Regions from separate parts of the Mus musculus genome. Here region 1 is linked to region 2. Evidence: chromatin contacts called from public HiChIP or PLAC-seq data. All regions are on one chromosome and are shown on one strand. The core of a region is the stretch at or near the end of the contact, and the rest is flanking DNA. Distances in the headings are between cores, read along the strand shown. Region 1 has its middle 27 kb from the start of Gja5. Region 2 has its middle 12 kb from the start of Gja8.

The links. HiChIP or PLAC-seq counts read pairs in DNA pulled down with a chosen protein or histone mark.
Region 1: a contact with region 2 is called in a BATF HiChIP or PLAC-seq map of CD8 T cells, with 7 read pairs. The contact joins two enhancer-like sites. A contact is called at or near these places in 2 of 39 promoter capture datasets (HPC-7-derived erythroid cells and liver), 1 of 15 datasets of contacts at CTCF or cohesin (CD8 T cells), 4 of 484 Hi-C or Micro-C datasets (Th1 cells, bone marrow-derived dendritic cells, liver and 1 more), 3 of 115 datasets of contacts at active chromatin or transcription factors (CD8 T cells, acute myeloid leukemia and embryonic stem cells) and 1 of 9 other capture datasets (liver).

The regions. Positions count from the first base shown.
Region 1 is chr3:97,003,190-97,007,935 of GRCm38.p6, forward strand. No RefSeq gene overlaps it. Among named protein-coding and RNA genes, the nearest start is that of Gja5, 27 kb to the right of the region's middle. Within about 2 kb of position 1,427, at least 20 of the 459 cell types and tissues checked have an H3K27ac peak or open chromatin away from gene starts, as enhancers often do. A contact at or near this core is called in CD8 T cells, where this site is marked.
Region 2 is chr3:96,936,042-96,940,798 of GRCm38.p6, forward strand. No RefSeq gene overlaps it. Among named protein-coding and RNA genes, the nearest start is that of Gja8, 12 kb to the left of the region's middle. Within about 2 kb of position 2,845, at least 39 of the 459 cell types and tissues checked have an H3K27ac peak or open chromatin away from gene starts, as enhancers often do. A contact at or near this core is called in CD8 T cells, where this site is marked.

The sequences.
Region 1 (4,746 bases), core at 177-2,676, 66 kb after region 2:
CTTTCTCAAGTTCAAGTTGAACAGCGACAGCTCTTGTTTTGGTTTCCTTGCTTGTAACTCCCCAGGTGGGAAGCCATCTGCCTCAGAGAAAATGACTTCTCACCGGAACTGTATGTAACACGCACGCGCACACACACACACACACACACACACACACACACACACAAACCTGCTTGGCGAATGTTGGCTGTGAATTTCTACTGTGAAGCAATCGCAGTAACTCTTCAGGGGCAACACCCGTTGAGAACAGCTACACTATTTGGCAGCTGACTGTAGGCTCTGAGCTTAGATGGTTCAGCGTCTGAATCCTGACTCCTGAGCTTTCTGCCTGTGAGACCTTGGCATGTTCCTTTAGTGCTTTTGAGCTTCACCCTCTTTCCTGTAGAGTGAAGAACTGTGATAGGTACTCGCCAATCCTTATGGAAATCTTATCAACCAGCTCACGAAAAGGTACTGATAATGGGGTTGAAGGTAAGGTACTGTCTGACTCCAGGGCAAGCATAATCAGCGTTCACATCTTACTCCAGGGGAAGTGGTGCTGATGGAGGAACAGGGTGGTTCAACATCTTAGGCAAATCAAAGTGTGATTCAGAAGAAAAAAGAGCTTCCAAAAGCAACAGAGCTGAGAGGACTGGAAAGGTGGTGGCCAAGAGGAAGATGATTAATTCATTTAGCCAATCTCTGAGTTCTTAGCATTTACCAGCCGCTGCTCTTAGGGCTGGAGATCTAGCAGTAAACCAAGACTACTTAATTTTCAGTCACATGAGCCTGCAATCTAGTGGTGAGAGACAAATGCTAAACATAATGAGCTAAATATCGATGGAGTGTGCTCAAAGGTGTGTGCAGGAGGAGGTTGCCAGGCCCTGTTGGCCTTTGTGGTTTTAAGCAAGGTGGTTAAGGGTGTCTCACAGAGAAGGTGACATCACAGCGAAAAATGAAGGTGGCCAGATTGTGTTCTAAAGGTACCAGACAGCCTGCATGGGCGTGCTACGAGGTGAGGGTGTCAGGAAGTAGAAACCTTGACACCCCAGCCTCAGTCTGCCTTCAGCACCTGGTGAGGTCAAGAAGCAGAAACTTCTGGGCTGGTTGCCTTTTTTCTTTGGTTAGTTTTACATTTAATTAATTAGCTAATTAATTAGGTGTGTGTGTGCACTTGCCACCTACAACATGTGGGTGGGGGTCAGAGGACAACTTGCAGGAGTTGTGGATGTTCAATCCTTCCACCATGTGGGTTCCTGGGGATGGAATTCAGGTCTGTAGGCTCAACAGGCAAGTGGCCCAACCCACAGAGCTATCTTGTTGCCCAGGTTTTGTTTGGTTTTTCTTTTTATGGGACCAACCAGCTGGTAGGACTCCTACCTTCACACCCTGGACCTCAGACTAGCAATTCTTCTTAAGTTGTTTTTGAGACAGGGTTTCACTTTGTACCCTTGGCTGCTTTGAACTTGTGATTTTCCTGCTTTGGTTTCCTGAGGGCTGCATTGCCACACAGGGCAGCAGCCTCATTATAAAGAAAGGCCAGGAGCCTTGAGTCATCGTGTGGGTTGTATGGGTTGCACAACGTGCACAGCTCACCTCAGGGGGGTTGTAGCTGTATTCAGCATTCTCCGACTGTATTCTTGTGAAGAGTTTCAGGTAGACAGCAGCAGAGTGTCCTTAAAACAGTAGGCAAGCACTGTGATAGTCTTCTGACACGTGGGGATAAAGCATCTGGGAAAACAGACAGAAACCCTTTCCTAACTGTCGTTAGGTCACCTAGGAGTCAGCAATAGCCCAAAGGTTTTGGTTTCTGAAATCTCTCACTACTAGTTTGTTTGTTGAGGACTTCCTAGTTTAGTTCTGTGCCTGCCCCACTAAGAGGTCTACTTGTTAGTGGTTAAGAGCACTGGCTGCTCTTGCAGAGAACCCAGGTTCAATTCCCAGTACCCACATAGTAACCGTATGACTCCATCACACACTGGAAGAAACTCCCCAGCAGGGCAGCAATTCCAGAACTCTGTGTAAGAGAAGTTGAGAGGGAAGGGAGAGAGCCAGGAGACATTTCAGACCACATGTTCAGAGAAGCAGGCAGTGCCTACTTAACTTGGGGAATAACTGCTCGAGATGGCAAGCAACGAAACACCATATATGGCTCCTTGACCCTCACTGCATATGGGTCCCTAACTCAGCTCTCCTGCTGTCCCTTGCCTCATCTCTCATCTCTCCTCACCATGGCTTGTGTGTTGGGAACTTGTTCTCCACTGTAGGAGGTCCTTAGATCATTTAGAGTCAAGAGTTCAATTGGAAAAGGGATGGTTAAAGAGATAGCTCAGTGGTTAAGAACACTGGATGCTCTTGCAGAGGGTCCAGGTTCAACTCCTAGTACCCACATGATGGTTCACAACCATCTGTAACTCCAGTCTTAAGGCATCCAGCATCTTCTTCTGGCCTCTGTAAGCATGTAGTGCACAGACATACTTGCAGGCAAAACACCTGTACATATAAACTAAAAATAAGTATATCTTTTGGAAACAGATCTCAGAAGGAATTAAGGAATTTCTGTGGGGCCTGAGCTAGCTTTCAAGGGAATGAGTTGCTATATGGGAGCAAGCCCAATCTTTTGTTCTTAAATTATATTTGTGTGTATGTGTGTGTGTGTGTGTGTGTGTGTGTGTGTGTGTGTGTTGGGAGGGATGCACATGTGCCACAGTGTATGTGTGGAGGTCAGAGGTCAGCCTGAGGTAGTCAATACTCTCCTCACACCATGTGGGTCCTGGGATGAAACTCAGGTTGTCAAGTCTGGTGGAAGTGTTTTACCTGTTGAGTCATTTCGCTGCCCCCAGGTCCTAGCCTTGAATTGCTCTCTGGTTTCCTGTTTTGTGAACTGATCTGTTATGTGGCCTTTCAATAAATCATCTACCAGGGTGATGTAGCCACAAGGGGCTTAGCCAGAGACTGTACCACACTGTTTGGAATTTCAGCTTTCAGGATCATGAGCTCAATGAACTCCTTTTCTTTGTACATTATGCAGCTTGAGGTATGTTGTTATAGTAGCAAAAAATAGAGAACAATTTGAGGACATTCGAGCAAAGTCACCATATTTCTAGGAATCCCTTTGTGTCTAGTTTCCTTCCTGCTCCCTACTGTGTGTGCTCTGAGTCATTAGCTCTTCTATGAAGCCAGACACCCCTGTGGTTCCTCGTCTATGCATGGCCACTCTATTCTGGTGTCAATAAAACTTTATACTAGTTCCTTTAATGCCTTTTTCTCTGCATCCAAATGTAATAGGGCAGACTGTCTGCCTCTACTATAGATTTCTTTTAAGATTTATTTTATGTATGTGTACTTATCTGTGTGAGTACATGCCACATGTGAGCAGTGTCTGTGGAGTTATCAGACTTCCTAGAGCTGGAGTCACAGATGGTTGTGAGCCATCTGACATGGATTCTGGGATCAGAACTTGGGCCCTCTGGAAGAGCAGTACATGAACTTAACCACTAAAGCCACTTCCCCAGCCTTCTCCATAGTCTTTTTGAAGGATAGATTGCATTTCACTAACTGTGGTTAAACTTCTTTAGTACCATAGTTGTTACAAAATGTGCTTCCAAGTAGCATCTTTGGTACAAAAAAAAAAAAAAAAAAAAGCATATATTTTAAAACTACGGTACATGCTACAAACAGCTTTTAATCCCATGTGTCTTCATATGTCATGTCTACACTGAGCATGATAATTTCCTAGGAATTGAGATATAAATATGCATCCAATGAGTCCACGCAGATAAGAATAACACCTGTACTTTTGGAGCATGGATCAAATAGCCAGGCTATGCTCTTCATATTTCAGGGTATATGCAATCCCCCTATGGAGTTGGAGAGAAATCCCATGCCCCAATATGGCAAAGAATGGTCTACCCAGAGCCCTAAACCCATACGACTGAGCAGTCCCCTGGGGCTTTGTGGCACCAGTTCGGTTTCTGGGGAAATGTGCAGAGTATGTGGCCTTTATGACCCTGATACATGAGTCTCTTTGGAAAGTTGCCATTCTCAGACATCAGGCATGCTGATGAGCAAAGTGCCCAGAGTGACTCAAGGGCAGAAATACCAGGATTTAAAAATATTCCCTGGGCAGTTTATAGGTTGTGTACAAGTTACTCCAGTCTCCATGCGTGTGGTGTGGCAGGTGGGGTGTCTGTGTTTATTTATTCCTGGCTTGTGATTACTCAGAGGGGCTGCATTTGTCACACCCTGTCTCCTCTGTGACAAGGACCTCTTAGAACCTAGCAACCTCCGGGAAGTGTTGGGCAGGCTGGGACTTTTGTACTCTATGATGGAGACCAAGGGATTTCTGACCTTCTTGGGAGGCTGAGCAGAGGAGAGTGGCCAGGGCTAGGTGGTATCTAGGTAACTGTGATTGCCACAGATGTGTGCTTGTGTTCTTACCAACCCTGACTCCATCTTGGATCCACCCACTGTTGGTGGTAGATCTTGTCTATGCTGTGTCTTTGGATGGGGAATGGAAGGAGGCCTTGTCTAGTGACACACAGTTGTGGGAAGACATTTGGTATACACAAGAAAACACATAGAAGTGCTGTCTCAGAGTCCCTTAGAATGGCCAGGGGCCCCTGGGAAAGCCAGTTAAAGGGCCAAGGCTGGCAGAAAGAATTCTCCACCCAAAGTTTTGAGGAAATTCCAACCAAAGAAGGAACCCAAATAGGTTGCAAAGAGAAGTGGAGTTAAGAGGAGAGTGTAAGGCCCAGGCTCCAGACC
Region 2 (4,757 bases), core at 1,595-4,094:
TTTCCCTTTGCCATTTCATTTTATTTTGCCTCAAATAAACATATTGAATGTGTCAACATTTTCCTGGGGAAAATGTGGAAATGGAGGCAGGAAAACTTCATTGCCTATGGTGCAATTTAGTTAGTCTGTCAATCATGAAGGGCTTCAGTTCCCTCATCTTTGAAGAGGGAATAACGGCAAACAAGAGGGAGTCCCCAACTGCAGTCCCTAAGCCCCCGGAGGCTCCACGTAAAGTTACCATTCCTTGGAATCTTAGCCTCTAATATGGAAATAATAGTGACACATTCCATCATTGAGATGTTTGGGGGGATTTAATAAGATAATAATACAAGCTGTTAAGACAATTCTTCAGAAGCAAGCTTGAGGGCGATCTACATACAGTTCTACCACTAGATGGCACCATCAACACAGCCAGAGGATAAACGACTCTGAAGTCGGTCTCTGCATGAAGTAAGTTTCACAGTTCCAAAGAACTTGCCTTTTTCTTACTTTTTGTTTGTTTGTTTGTTTGTTTGTTTGTATGTGTTGGTTTTTTTCTGGTGTGGTGTTGGGGATCAACTCAGGGTCTCACATATGACACGAAAGTGCTCCTATACTTCCTGTAGAGTTTTAACTTTTTGATGTAAACTTTATTGTGGTCAGAACTTGTCTCAGGCTAAGTAAACTGTGCTGGGGAATGAGTGGAGGTTGGGTCTGGAAATCAAAACAGTCTTTTTGAAACACAAACCTAGTCATGTCCTTCCTGTACTTAAACCTCTCTGTGGCTTGCTATCAATGAGTCACTCATGGACCTGCTGCAAGGCACCTGGAAGGGCAGGAGGAGGAAGAGGAGGAAGAAGAGGAGGAGGAAGAGGAGGAAGAGGAGAGGGAGGAGGAGGGAGAGGAGAGGAGGAGGGGGCAGCGTGGGGGGTCAGGGGCAGCTTGGGTCTGTAGCATGGTGCATGGGGGGGGTGTTGCTCATCTCTTACTCCTGCCCATCTCTTGCCACTGATGTCTTTGTACTCAACTCTCAGCATCTGCGACCCGTTGGGGTCCCGATTCCCATTACCCTCCTTCTTACTGCCAAGCTTCTGCCTATGCAATGCCTCTACATTGAACCCTGACTCATGTCTTGAGGCCTCATTGAAGCTTTAGTTTCTCTTGAAAGTCTCCTCTGACCCTACTGTTCTCTTGTTCTCGATGGTTCATTTATGTGTCTGTCTCTCCCACCAGTGTCTGAGATTGCTGAGCACAGGAGATCCATCTTGCTCAATCTAGTTTATGAAGCCCTAGCAAAGGAGAGAACCTGGTGATGTGTGCGGTAAGAAGCTGAGTGTGAGCAGAGACAGGCCTTCTGGGTAGGTGAGATGTAGGAGTGGAGATGGAAAAGCAAGACATAGCACTGCAGGTTCTCAGGAGTCAGTCATTGGCTTCAACTGGGGCACAGGGGAAGTTTTCCCAGGTTTTCTTCTAGGTCCCGCAGAAGACCAGGGTGAGATTCTTCACATAAGTCCCAGGGAGACTCTCACACTGGGCTCAGGGTTGAGTGGTCCTGACAATGGCTTGCTTCTAAGGGTCATTTTGGATGACCTTCATGGTGTCTGAGGTTGACATTTCTAGCTGCTCACATACCTAAAGGGAATGGTCCTACCAGGGCTGCCCCTTAGTGAGGGAAAGCACCAGGCTTTATGAGAAATCGCTCTTACTGCATTTTCCTTCCAAGCCAGTCCCCCAGGCGTCTAAACAATGCCTCTCCAGGCAGCCTAGCACAGCTGTCATAAAATGCAAGTGAAATCGGTATCTATGGAAACGGGCTGGCTCCTAGCTCCCTTTTGCCCGGCTCACTCCCTGCCTGTGGCCAGGATAGGTCTAGACTTCAGGCCCTGCCCTCAGATGACAGGGCTGTGTCTGTGCCACACCATCCTCCCAGATCCACCTGCTTCTGACTTTCTCTTAACAGAGGCAGGGGAGCACCTGTGGGGAGGGCGAACTTGCTGGAGTCCAGACACAATGACTACGACAATGTGTCTGCACAGACACAGGGAGAGCTTGGTGGATATTAGCCCCGGTTTGACCATTGGAGCTTCCTTCACCTCTTGAGAAAGCCTGGACCATTACATGGTCAGCACGGTTTACTCCCCAACTCCTCTATCCACCCAATGGCTGGGTGTGATTTTTCTCTCTTCTGCCAAATTAATTATTCATTAGAGGTGCACATGTGATGTTGCCTGATTTAAGAGGTTGATTGATTGATTGATTGATTGATTTGGGTTTAAAATGAATGAAAACCAGCCTGCTTCAACATGGCAGAATGGCCCCAAATGGGAGCAAAGATAGAGTTTTCTTTTCCTCTTCAGCCCAGAGCTACTGATTTATTAAATCATGAAAAAAAAAATCTGCCCTCCCCAAGGACAATCTATCATCAAAATGCATTGCATGGGCTGGAGAGAGGTCAGCTCTTAAGGGCACTGGCTGCTCTTGCAGATGACCTGGGCTGGGTTCCTAGTCCCACATGGTTGCAGCCATCTGCAACTCTAGTTACAGGGGATTCAGTGCTATCTTCTGGCCTCCATAAGCCTCGGGTATGCCCCCAGTGCCCTGACATGCAGGTGAAGCACTCACACACATAACATAAAAATAAATCTATCTTAAAAAAAAAGATCCAACAGGTCACATTGGAGCATTGTAGGTAGTTATATATCTTATCTGTGGGTAAAACGGGCTGAAAAGGTAGCGGGAGTGAGGCGGTGCCATTTACAGAAGCCATTGAACAGCCAGAAATCTAAGGAACTCATTTCAGCATGCCATTACCTCCTGCCTGGGTAATCGAGCAAAGAATCAGCCTGGACCATTGGTGAGCCTTGACCACGAGGGGGTGCTGCTGTTCCGGCTTTAGAGCCTGAGAGCATCAGGGGAACTCTGTCACACCAGAATAATGGGCGTGGAAATGAAGGGACAGGGAACGGCAGGCAGGAAGATGGGGTGTGCGTGTGTAACTTTTTATTCGGTGGCCACAATTATTCTGGTCTTCTAATGTCCTTCTCACTATCCTGGTGGGGTTAGGTGACCCTCAGGGATGGTTGTTGCTGTTGTTGGTAGTGGTGGTGGTGGTTGTCGTCGTCGTCATCTTCCTCCTCCTCTCCCTCCTCCTTTTCCCTCCTCCTCCTCCCTCAAAAGCCCCTCTCATAACCGTGATCTTTGTCCTACCATCTGTTGGTCTCAGTCCCAAATGACCAAATCCAAATACGCTTCTCTACTACATTCCTTCCCTTTACCCCTCCCAGACCTGCTTGCATTTCTGCTGGGCCTGCAGAGCCCTGCTGTGCCCCTGCCTGAACCAGGGGTGATAAGAGCAGAAGGAAACGTAGTGGGTGTAAGTTAGCATTGTTCAGAATCGATTCTAAGAGTTACACCTGAGATTGTGTGAATTTGAGTCCCAAGCCTGCAAATCCCAGACAGACCTGCTTGCAGGAAGTCCCTGCTACTGTGGGTTCTAATGCTAAGGGAGGCAGTAGGGAGGAAGTCTCCTCTGCTGCTAGCTGGATAGCTGAACCAACAGAGACTTCAAGTTCTTGGGCAAGGCTCCATTCTTCCCTTGGCCTATTGTAAAGTCCAGAAGAGTGGAAAGTACCGGGGAACTTCTGTCCTAGGCCCGCAGCTGTATTTTCATATCCTCCAGATTAGAGTCTTCTAGGGAGACTGCAGTCGTGGCTTATCACCGTGCCTTAGTATTTTCTGTATTTCTGGGCTCTGTCGGCAATCTCAGAGCCCACTTTCTATCTACAGGGAATTTGGCTAATTCTTCTAAATCTTAGTTTTTTGACATTTGAGGTGGGGAATGACTGTTATGGGGACTTAATGAAATAATCTATGTAAAGAACTTGGCCCACAGACTGGCTTTTACTTGGTGACAGACACTTAGCCAGCATACAGTGAGGGTAGGGGCCGGGGAGATGGCTTAGTGGGTAAAGAGCTCACTTTGTAAGGGTAGAGATGTAAAGTTGGACATAGAAGTCTGTAATTACAGTGCTCCGGAGTCAAGATGGGAGGTGGGAACAGAATCCTTGGAAGTTTGAAAAGGAGCCAACACAGTGTAGGCAGCACTTCCACAGTGTGGAAGCTGAGGACTGATGCCTGAACTGGCCTTCTCTGACTTCCATGTGAGTATTGTATCACGCACATGCCTACGCTCATGTGTACCTCACATGTATGTGGGCATGTGAACGAATTCACCCACCCCAAGTATTTATAATTAAAAATTATTTCATGTACAAGTGTTTTGCCTGCACGTATAGTGCACCAAGTGCATCCCTGGTGTCTGTGGAGGTCAGAAGAGGGGGGGGGGTCCCTGGGAGCTGGAGCTAGAGATGGTTGTGAAGGCATCACATGGGTGCTGGGAGCCAAACCTGAGTCCTCTGCAAAAGGAGCGAGCGCTCCCAACTGCTGTGCCATCTCTCCGGCCCCAGAAAAACTTTTAAAAAATGCAGTGAGGATAATGCAAAGCCAGGTGTTTCACCTCTGCACTTTACCATTCTTGCTATAGGATCTCAGGAAAGCTGACGGGGTTCATGCGGCTTAGTTCCTTTCTGTATAAAATATAATTTAGGGTCTGGAGAGAGAGCTTGGGAGTAAAGACCGTGCTTAGCCTGCACAGGGCTTGGGGTTCAATCCGAAGCATCTCATTTAAACCAGGGGCTGGGAAGACAGAGCAGTCGTTAAGAAGGCTTGCTGCCTCATCCTGAGGACTGGAGTTTAGATCCCAGCACCCACGTGCTGCA